3 separate regions of the Zea mays genome follow, and all the other regions are linked to region 1. Evidence: chromatin contacts called from public Hi-C data. All regions are on one chromosome and are shown on one strand. The core of a region is the stretch at or near the end of the contact, and the rest is flanking DNA. Distances in the headings are between cores, read along the strand shown.

The links. A called contact is a pair of places that touch in the nucleus more often than the background predicts.
Region 2: a Hi-C map of leaf shows a contact between it and region 1, with 5 times the contacts expected there. The contact joins the promoter of LOC103650765 here to the promoter of LOC100276540 in region 1. A contact is called at or near these places in 3 of 25 Hi-C or Micro-C datasets (ear, leaf and tassel).
Region 3: a contact with region 1 is called in a Hi-C map of leaf, with 4 times the contacts expected there. The contact joins the promoter of LOC103650760 here to the promoter of LOC100276540 in region 1. A contact is called at or near these places in 2 of 25 Hi-C or Micro-C datasets (ear and leaf).

The regions. Positions count from the first base shown.
Region 1 is chr3:153,815,742-153,818,984 of Zm-B73-REFERENCE-NAM-5.0, forward strand. LOC100276540 reads left to right here and starts at 1,564. Exons shown (of 8, transcript NM_001371573.1): 1 at 1,564-1,747; 2 at 2,274-2,334; 3 at 2,855-3,075. The coding sequence starts at 1,625.
Region 2 is chr3:154,094,160-154,097,347 of Zm-B73-REFERENCE-NAM-5.0, forward strand. LOC103650765 (probable inactive purple acid phosphatase 16) reads left to right here and starts at 1,408. Exons shown (of 3, transcript XM_008676338.4): 1 at 1,408-1,867; 2 at 1,950-2,635; 3 at 2,721-3,188. The coding sequence starts at 1,609. The coding sequence ends at 2,951.
Region 3 is chr3:153,461,784-153,464,851 of Zm-B73-REFERENCE-NAM-5.0, forward strand. LOC103650760 (amino-acid permease BAT1 homolog) reads left to right here and starts at 1,652. Exons shown (of 7, transcript XM_008676330.4): 1 at 1,652-1,829; 2 at 1,905-2,165; 3 at 2,381-2,399; 4 at 2,498-2,717; 5 at 2,824-3,005. The coding sequence starts at 1,735.

The sequences.
Region 1 (3,243 bases), core at 314-2,813:
CTATTACAGGAAACCTCGTCTTCAAGATACAAGCTTCTCCCTTATGACGAAGGCACGCAATATGAAGACAGGTCCAAAGAGGATAAGAGTAAAACGCCGAAGTTATCACCAGATGGACAACTTCGGCTCGTAATGAAGATGATGAGTAATGATGATGATCGAAAGAGGAAAAGACTACTTAACCCTTAATAACTTGTATTACGGTCATGTGTAAATGTTGAGGACATAAATGTACTTATGCTCGGGCTGCGTCCCGTGCCTATAAATAGATGAACAGTAACACCGTACTGTTCACGTTGGGTTGTAATCACTCCCGCATTCTCGCCTTCGAGCAAGCCGAAGGTATCAATGTAATATCAATACTAGTGAATATTCATTTATATTTTATGGAACATAAATACAAATAAATTAATGAAGATTCAGTCTTCATCTTTATCCTTTCACATTTCCATTCATATATTAAATAATGAATGCTTGTCTTTCGTGATCTTCGGCTGATGAGTATTATCTCCATGAGGAGATAATGTTTCGGAAGACGAAGATCCTTAATCCTTAACGATTGTGTTGTCTTGTTCTTGATTCATAGCATTTGAGAACGAGTGACCAACAGACGGGTGTTACAACAATTATGTCTTTTCATGCCTGCCACACATGTTCTCTCTTCATAGATGCCTATTCTATCTCCTCTTCTCTGAAGTCCCCCTTTCTACACCTCCTGCCGAAGCCAGTCCTTATCGAAACCGAAGCCTTAGAGCATCTCCAAAAGACTAGCTAAATAGCTTGTCAAGCTAAATTTTAGCTACTTAATAACAAAATAGCTCTCCAACAGGCTAGCCATTTAACTTGACAAGCTATCCGGCTCTCTAAATTGACTTCTTCACTAGCCAAATTTGTCTAGCAAATCTCGCTAGCCAAGCTAACTTATATATTGGAGAGTATGTTGAAATGATATGTTATATTTAGAGTTTAATCTTTATAGAGTGACAAATAAAGAGTCAAATAGAGAGTCAAAAATAAAAAGTCATTTAGAGATGCTCTAATACATTTGGCTCCACGCACCTTTACTCATTTGCATGTTCCGAATCTTTTCAAATAACGTTCAATGGTCAATAATGGATTTTCTTTGGACTGCATTAGCATTCTTGATCTGAAAAACCATCTAAACATTGATTTTGTCATTTTGAGCCCGAGGTCTTGTCTCCAATGCATGGTATGTAGATAATTTAAATAAATTTGAGAGTTCAGGAGTTTAGGTGTCTTTCTAGAGTTTGAGGAGATAAATGATAGAATAGGGAGATATAGGGCCTGTTTGGTTTGTGGCTAAATGTGCCCCACTTTGCCTAAGGTTAGTCGTTTGAATTGAATAACTAACCTTAGGCAGAAAAGTTAGGCAGAGTGTGGCAACTGAGGTAGTGAACCAAACATGAATTCGCTGAAAAAACGAATTGGGGGCACGGGCCACTTTTGGCCTGTTCATGGTTTGCCACGGGCCCGCCATTCTGAATTGGACCGACCCACGCATGCCTCGCTACGTAGAGAAGACTCGGTGACGTGGGCCCACCCATCCACCACACCACTCGAGCGCGCGCGCGGCCCACCGCTCCGCCGCTGCCCGCCCGCCGCCATGCGAGGGATCCTCTCCTCTTCCTCCGCTCTCCTCCGGCGAGCCGGCGCCCAGCTCTCGCGCACGGACTGCAGTAGCCCCTCAGCGTCCGCGACCTCTCCTCTCCGCCGCTCCCCTCTTCAGGTATGATGACCGCGTATCTCGCTGCCGCTCCCTCGATCGCGGGCTCGTGGCTTGTTGCCGTGTGCTAGGGACTGTAACTTCCTTTTGCAATAGAGGATTTTCAGTCGGACTGGTAAGTCCTCTTTGCTAGTTAATGTTGTTAAACTGCCCTTGACCTTTGTTGGGTTAGATTGGCTGAAACAGCTGATATCTGCAACGGTTTGACCATGAGCGTACAAGTTCTGCTTTGCTGGCTCCTGCTCATGTGCACAAGCTACTAAAACATAGAAGAGTGAGATTCGGAGAAATATGCATTATGGGCTGTAATGCTGTACAATAGTGCTATTCCCACGTCAGCCTTTTCCCACTAGGGGAGAACTGTGGCTTTTGGTTTCAAATGGTGTATGTGCTGCTTTACTGTTTCGTTCTCACTGGCTTTAATACCTTCATAAGTGAAGTATCGAGTTCACAATGCCTACTTGCTCATATTTCAAGAGATCTGCGCAAATTGCTGATAATCTTTCTTCCCTGTGATGTCATTTGCTAGAATGGGAAAAGAGACACATTTTGTTCGCTTTGGTTCAAAGGTCGTTCGGTATCAACCACAGGTATAACCATTTACCCAATAGGTATACTTTTTTTGCTACTCTTTTTACTGTCAGTGTTCTGCAATAGAAAATTCCAACTTTAAAAACTCGGCCGGGGACCGCCTTCCCGGTATTATATTAAGAAGAGACCGAAAACAATGGTCCCGGCCGAGAAAATCTCCGAACTCAGGCCCCCCATCACTAACAGGCCGGCGTCAACTGTCCACTCTGCAACGGCCCAACCGGAGGATGGCGCACAAGACATCGTAACCCGAGAGCGGATGGGGCACAGCGAGGGGATTTTTTTAACCAAGCCTGAAAATTCGCTCCCGAGGGGAATCGAACCCAGGACTTGGAGGTGCTACTCGGAAGTCCTTAACCACTAGGCTAGAGGCCCTTTCGCAAATTCCAACTTTAATGTTCCTGCAAGAACTAACTTTTGAAGTAGTTCCCAAAGTTATACAGTTGTTATTCTTGGCATTCTGTATTCACGCTACCTTATGAGTTGCTATGTTACTCAGGAATCTGTACAAATTTCCAGTTGATATGCAGTTAGACTATGAGAGTGATCCCCCTCTTGACGATACAAAAGCTATTGAGAAGGAGTCATCACTTAATGTTGCTGTTTCTCAACTCGCAATTGACTTCGATAGAGACTCTAATTTATGTTTGGAGCGATTTTCCCGTGCAAGGAAAGCATCTGTAGTCTCTACTGGTTCTCTTAAGCTTGACCTCGCTCTCGGCGTTGGAGGATTACCGAAGGTTGCATTGTGTTCATACCATTTTATTTGTTCACATAATATACTTTATTATTATTTTATATACCTGGAATATTTACTTGATTTTATATATCCTATTGATATTACCCACAAGAAACAAAAGTTCATACTTTTACAAGTACCTCCGTGTTCCTGTCAACACTAGCAAATC
Region 2 (3,188 bases), core at 158-2,657, 280 kb after region 1:
AGGCGGAGTTCGTCGTCTTCCGGGGCCGAGCCCGAGTCCGAGCCCTGGGTCGGGCGAGGCGGAGTTCGTCGTCTTCCGGGACCGAGCCCGAGTCCGAGCCCTGGGTCGGGCGAGGCGGAGTTCGTCGTCTTCCGGGGCCGAGCCCGAGTCCGAGCCCTGGGTCGGGCGAGGCGGAGTTCGTCGTCTTCCGGGACCGAGCCCGAGTCCGAGCCCTGGGTCGGGCGAGGCGGAGTTTCCTATGGCGCCCGAGGCCGGACTTGGCTGCTGTCAGCCTCACTCTGTCGAGTGGCACAGCAGTCGGAGTGGCGCAGGCGGCGCTGTCCTCTTGTCAGGCCGGTCAGTAGAGCGGCGAAGTGACTGCGGTCACTTTGGCTCTGTCGACTGAAGGGCGCGCGTCAGGATAAGGTGTCAGGCCACCTTTGCATTAAATGCTCCTGCGATACGGTCGGTCGTCGTGGCGATTTGGCCAAGGTTGCTTCTTGGCGAAGACTGGGCCTCGGGCGAGCCGAAGGTGTGTCCGTTGCTTGAGGGGGCCCTCGGGCGAGACGTGAATCCTCCGGGGTCGGTTGCCCTTGCCCGAGGCTGGGCTCGGGCGAGGCGAGATCGTGTCCCTTAAGTGGACTGAGCCTTGACTTAATCGCACTCATCAGGCCTTTGCAGCTTTGTGCTGATTGGGTTTACCAGCTGAGATTTAGGAGTCTTGGAGGTACCCCTAATTATGGTCCCGACAAATATAATATAAAATTTTAAAATTGGGTAATTTAATAAATTAATTTGAGCCATGTCCATTTAAATCCAACATCAGCATTGTTTATGCTATAATGCTCTACTTGATAGGCAAACTCTTCTGATGTAAAATTGTTAGTTGGTCAAGGAAAAAGTATTTATGTAAGCATACATGTACTGCATGGCTAAATGTGCTCTAGAGTAAAATACAGTAACGCTCCTCAAACTTGACACGTTGTATCATTTAGGTCTCCGAACTCACAAAACTAGAAAAACAAATGCTAAAACTTGGCGGTCCATCCAAAAACGGGTTTGCTCAAACTAGATGTCGACGTGACTTAGAGTCACGTCGGTCCTCGAACATGATATACTATGTCACTTAGATGATATGTTATGTTACTTGGGTCTTCAGACTTTTATTAATATGTTATAACGTGATATGTCATGTCCGCATCCGAATTAATTAAATATAATTTTGGGCGGTTTTACACGGAACGACCAAATTATATGACTCATTTTTTCTGATTTTCTAATTTTATAGACTCAAATAATAAGTTCGCTAGCAGCGGAATTGTTTTCATGGTGCAGCCAAAGTAATATTCTTAGGCACACGGCAGCATATTCCCCTGTTTGCCGACGGGCTTCAATGCTTGATAAATGATAAAGCGTAGCTTCACGGCCGCCGCTTTTTTTTTTTAAGAGCTGCCAGTCTTCCACGGCCCGTGCTCCCAACGCCAGGGCCAGCCGTCACGTCACGTCTCGCTCCCACTGTACTATCCCGCACCTCCCTCCGACTCCGAGCGTGGGGCTTCACCAGACCAAGAACACGCCAAGCCCGACGCTCCCAGGACCACGCCGCCCAAGCCGTCGAGCAAATCCGCGATGCACAAGTGGTGGCGCAGCCCCGGGCCCGCCCTGCTCGCCGCCGCACTGGCGATCGTGGTGGCCGCGCTGCGGCCGGCGACGGAGCACGCGGCCGCCAAGGGGCGACCGCCGCTGCGGTTCGGGCCAGGAGGAGCGTTCAAGGTGGCCCTGTTCGCGGACCTGCATTACGGCGAGGACGCGTGGACGGACTGGGGGCCCGCGCAGGACGCCGCGTCCGACCGCGTCATGGCCGCCGTCCTCGACGCCGAGAACCCAGGTGCGTGCATGCGCACGCTCTGCTTCTGCCTCCCTTTCCCTTTTCCTCCGAAAGAACTGAAACGGAACGCATCTTCGCTCAGACTTGGTGGTGTACCTCGGCGACCTGGTGACGGCCAACAACCTCCCGGTCCCGAACGCGAGCCTGTACTGGGACCGCGCCGTCTCCGCCGCCCGAGGCCGGGGCGTGCCGTGGGCGACGGTGTTCGGCAACCACGACGACATGGCCTTCGAGTGGCCGCCCGAGTGGTTCTCCCCCGACGGCGTCCCGCCGCTGCGCTGGCCGCCGGGTCCAGGATCAGGGTGCGGCTTCCGTGGGACTCCCCGGACGGACCTCATGGCGGCGGAGACCGGCGCGAACCGGCTGCTGTCCTACTCGTCCAGCGGGCCCAGGGAGCTGTGGCCCGGCGTCTCCAACTACGTCCTGCAGGTGCTCTCGCGGGGACGGCGGGCCCGCGGCGACGGTCACGACCACGACCCGGCTCTGCTCATGTACTTCCTCGACTCGGGCGGCGGGTCGTACACCGAGGTGGTGTCCAGCGCGCAGGTCAGGTGGTTCCACACCCAGTCTCAGTTCCTGAATCCAGATGGAAGGATCCCCGAGCTCATCTTCTGGCACATACCGAGCACGGCGTACGCCAAGGTAGCTCCGAAGGCCAAGTCTGAGATAAGGAAGCCCTGCGTCGGCTCCATCAACGAGGAGGAAGTGGCGCCGCAGGCAGCTGAATGGGGCATGATGGATGCGCTCGCCAAGAGGTCGTCGGTGAAGGTGCGTCACTGTCCAGGTGCTTGGCTTGGATCAGAATATTGTTGGCGGTGACACTGTCTTCTCTCGATCGATCGATCGATGACAGGCGGTGTTTGTTGGGCACAACCACGGGCTGGACTGGTGCTGCCCCTACGACGGCGAGGAGCGGGAGCAGGAGCTGTGGCTGTGCTTCGCACGGCACACGGGGTACGGGGGATACGGTGACTGGCCCAGAGGAGCGAGGATCCTTGAGGTCACGGAGGAGCCATTCTCGGCCGTGTCATGGATACGGATGGAGAACGGGACCAGGCACAGCGACGTTACACTAACCTCCTGAATCCATCTGCCTGCTTGATTCTCTTGTACAATGTACAGTATAGAGGATATTTCTTTATATATATAAACAACGTATATAAATATAACAACACCAAAAATAAGAGCACCGGAGGACATAGTATATGGCCCCCGGTAGTTTCTTAAAGGGCTAGTTTGAAAGCCACGAAATCGAAGAAAATTTGGAGCGGCTAAAATTCTCTCTTTATTCAAAATTAAAATTAAATAAAGAAAGAATTTT
Region 3 (3,068 bases), core at 402-2,901, 350 kb before region 1:
TGTGTTGTGGACAAATCCAAAGGTTACTGGCATTATGATCTTGTCAAGTGCTACGATCTGTCGTCCTCCGAAGCCACAAAGAGGGTGTGTAGCATCATGAATTTTGTCTTCTGGCTCCTGCATCTGTCTGAAGGCCTTAACGAATATGATGTCAGCTGCACTGCCTGTATCAACCAAAACATTGTGGACCAGAAATCCCTTAATGACACAAGATATGACCATAGCATCATTATGAGGATAATCCTTGAGCTGAAGGTCCTCCTGGGAGAAGGTAATTGGGATATGGGACCATTTTGACTTGATGAAGGGTCCCTGCACCCCAACATGCTGCACCCTTCTCTGGGCCTCCTTCTTCTGCTTCTTGTTGGCTGACTCTGAGCATGAACCGCCTGTTATTGGGAGCGCCAGCTTCGTAGCCGAAGTAGCCTCAGCTTGGTTGTCGGACGAAGCCATCAACTCGAAAGTGGAAGTGAGTTCACCGGAGGTGGGCGCCAATGTTGGGGACTTATTCTCAAACGCTATGAATTAAGAACAAGGCAACACGAAAGTTAATGGTTAAAGACATTCGTCCTTCAAAGCATTATTTCTCTTAGGATACAATGATCTTCAGACGAAGGTAATGAAGGGCGTACCTTCATGATCTCAATAAACAATAGAAAGCGGGATCATACGACATATAAAAAAACATGAATAATCATATGATATCATTCAGACATTTTTATTATATAATCATGAATAAACATGAATAATTCAAGTGTGATATCATTCAGACATTTTTATTATATAATCATATGATATCATTGATAGCTTGGCTTGACAGAAGGTGGGAATTCAAGTGTGACATGCAAGTAAATACCAGTCAGCGTGAACAGTATAGGGGTACTGTTCATTTATTTATAGGCACATGACGTAGCCTGTGAGAAATTACATTCATGCCCTTTACGAATGCTTACAATCATAATACAAGCTATCACGGATCGATTGGTCATTTCATCTGTAAGTCGGTTTACTCCTTTGTCTTGAGATATGTCATTATGCCGAAGCTTTATTGATGATAGCTTCGGCACTGCTTTTTGAGAGGAACTGCCGAAGGTGTTTCTTTTTACGGGATCTTCGGCGACGAAGCATGCCCCAACAGTACTACTGTCCAAAAGGTTACAGGTTATGGAGACCTCTTCTCTATTTATAAACAAAATCTAGGGTTTTAGACATATAGACCACATGAGCCTTCTTGCACATCCACTCGTGTGTACGCCTGGGCCAGACCAGCTTGTTTCAGCAGCGCTTGCCAGTCCTAACACTATCTCCGGCATATGTCTTATTCCCTATTTTAAACTTTAATATGCAAATAGTATTTTACACTTTATTCTCACTTTTCAAACTCTATGTAAACAGTACTTTGCACGTCTATTTACACGTTCTGCCGGAGAGATGTTAAGGGATTTGATCCGTATGTAGCAATTATTTCAATTGATACACGACTTTTTCCTCGCTCCTCGGTCAAGAAATAATTTCGAAAGGGGAGGATCGTCGTGACTGTGACATACAAGAATGGAATGGGCCAACCCGTATGCCACAATTCCACAGATGATGCCATTCGGCTGAGACCTGTTGAGTGTTGACTGTGACTCCCTTCCCTTGTGCATCAACAAGTATCTCTATCCTGTCAGACAAGTAGCCCCCCAGAGCAAACAGCCCTCTTCTGCTCTGCAGCACGCACCAGACCGCACGAGCATGTCTGCCCGCCGCTCCTCCGCCGGCAGCGACGACAGAGACCAAGCCCGGCTGCAGCAGCTGGGATACAAGCAGGAGCTGAAGCGCGGTCTCTCGTACGTTCCGCATGCATGCATGCCATTAATTTCCAAACCCACCAGCTCTCAGTGATTCACTTTCTCTCTGCGTAGCGTCGTCTCCAACTTCGCCTTCTCCTTCTCCATGATCTCCGTGCTGGCGGGCGTGACGACGACCTACAACACCGGGCTGCGCTACGGCGGGCCGGCGTCCATGACGCTGGGCTGGCTCGTCGTGGCGCTCTTCAACGGCTGCGTGGCGCTGTCCATGGCGGAGATCTGCTCGGCTTACCCGACCACCGGCGGCCTCTACTACTGGAGCGCCAAGCTCGCCGGCAAGGACTGGGGTCCACTCGCCTGCTGGATCACCGGATGGTACGCACTACATGCTTCCGCTTTTTTTTTTTTAATTTCGCCTCTCCTTTAATTTTTTGAATCAGAAAATACCTTTCATTCGCCGTATTCATGCATGTCACTTTACGGAGTAGACAAAACTGGAGCCTGGATGACGACGTTTTTGTCCCATCATGCTGCCGGTCTATCTAGTTACCCTATTTTTTTAAAAAAAAAATCTCTGTCATGTTTCACAGGTTTAACATCGTGGGCCAGGTACGCTTTGGCTCCATCACAGAGCCCATCACCATCAGATCATGAACTGCACACTACTACACGCCTGCTAACCTTCAATTCGTCATCATCCTGCGCAGTGGGCTTGCACCACGAGCGTGGACTTCTCGCTGGCGCAGTTCGTCCAAGTCATCGTCCTGCTCGCCACCGGGGGAGCCAACGGCGGCGGTTATCTGGCCTCCAAATACGTCGTGCTCGCCATCTACTGTGCCATCCTCGTCCTGCACGGGCTCATCAATAGCCTCCCTATCCATTGGCTGGCCTTCTTCGGCCAGCTTGGAGCTTTCTGGAATCTTGGAGGTACGTATACGTGTATGTGATGGAATGGATCCAATGCCATTCTCACATCAATCAAACGGTCCCATTAGTTGTTTTGTATGTCTGATGATCATGTATATTATCGCAGGTGTGTTTGTCCTGACGGTGTTGATTCCGGTTGTCGCTAAGGAGAGGGCGAGCATGGAGTTCATGTTCACCCACTGCTACACAGACGATGCCGTGGGGATCCACAGCAAGGTCTACGTACTCGCCATTGGTTTGCTGACGAGCCAATACTCTCTCCTGGGATACGACACTTCCGCCCACATGGTAATAAATAAATCTCTCTGCGAAATTAAACTTGCATTGTGTGTCGACAATGCACGTACTCTA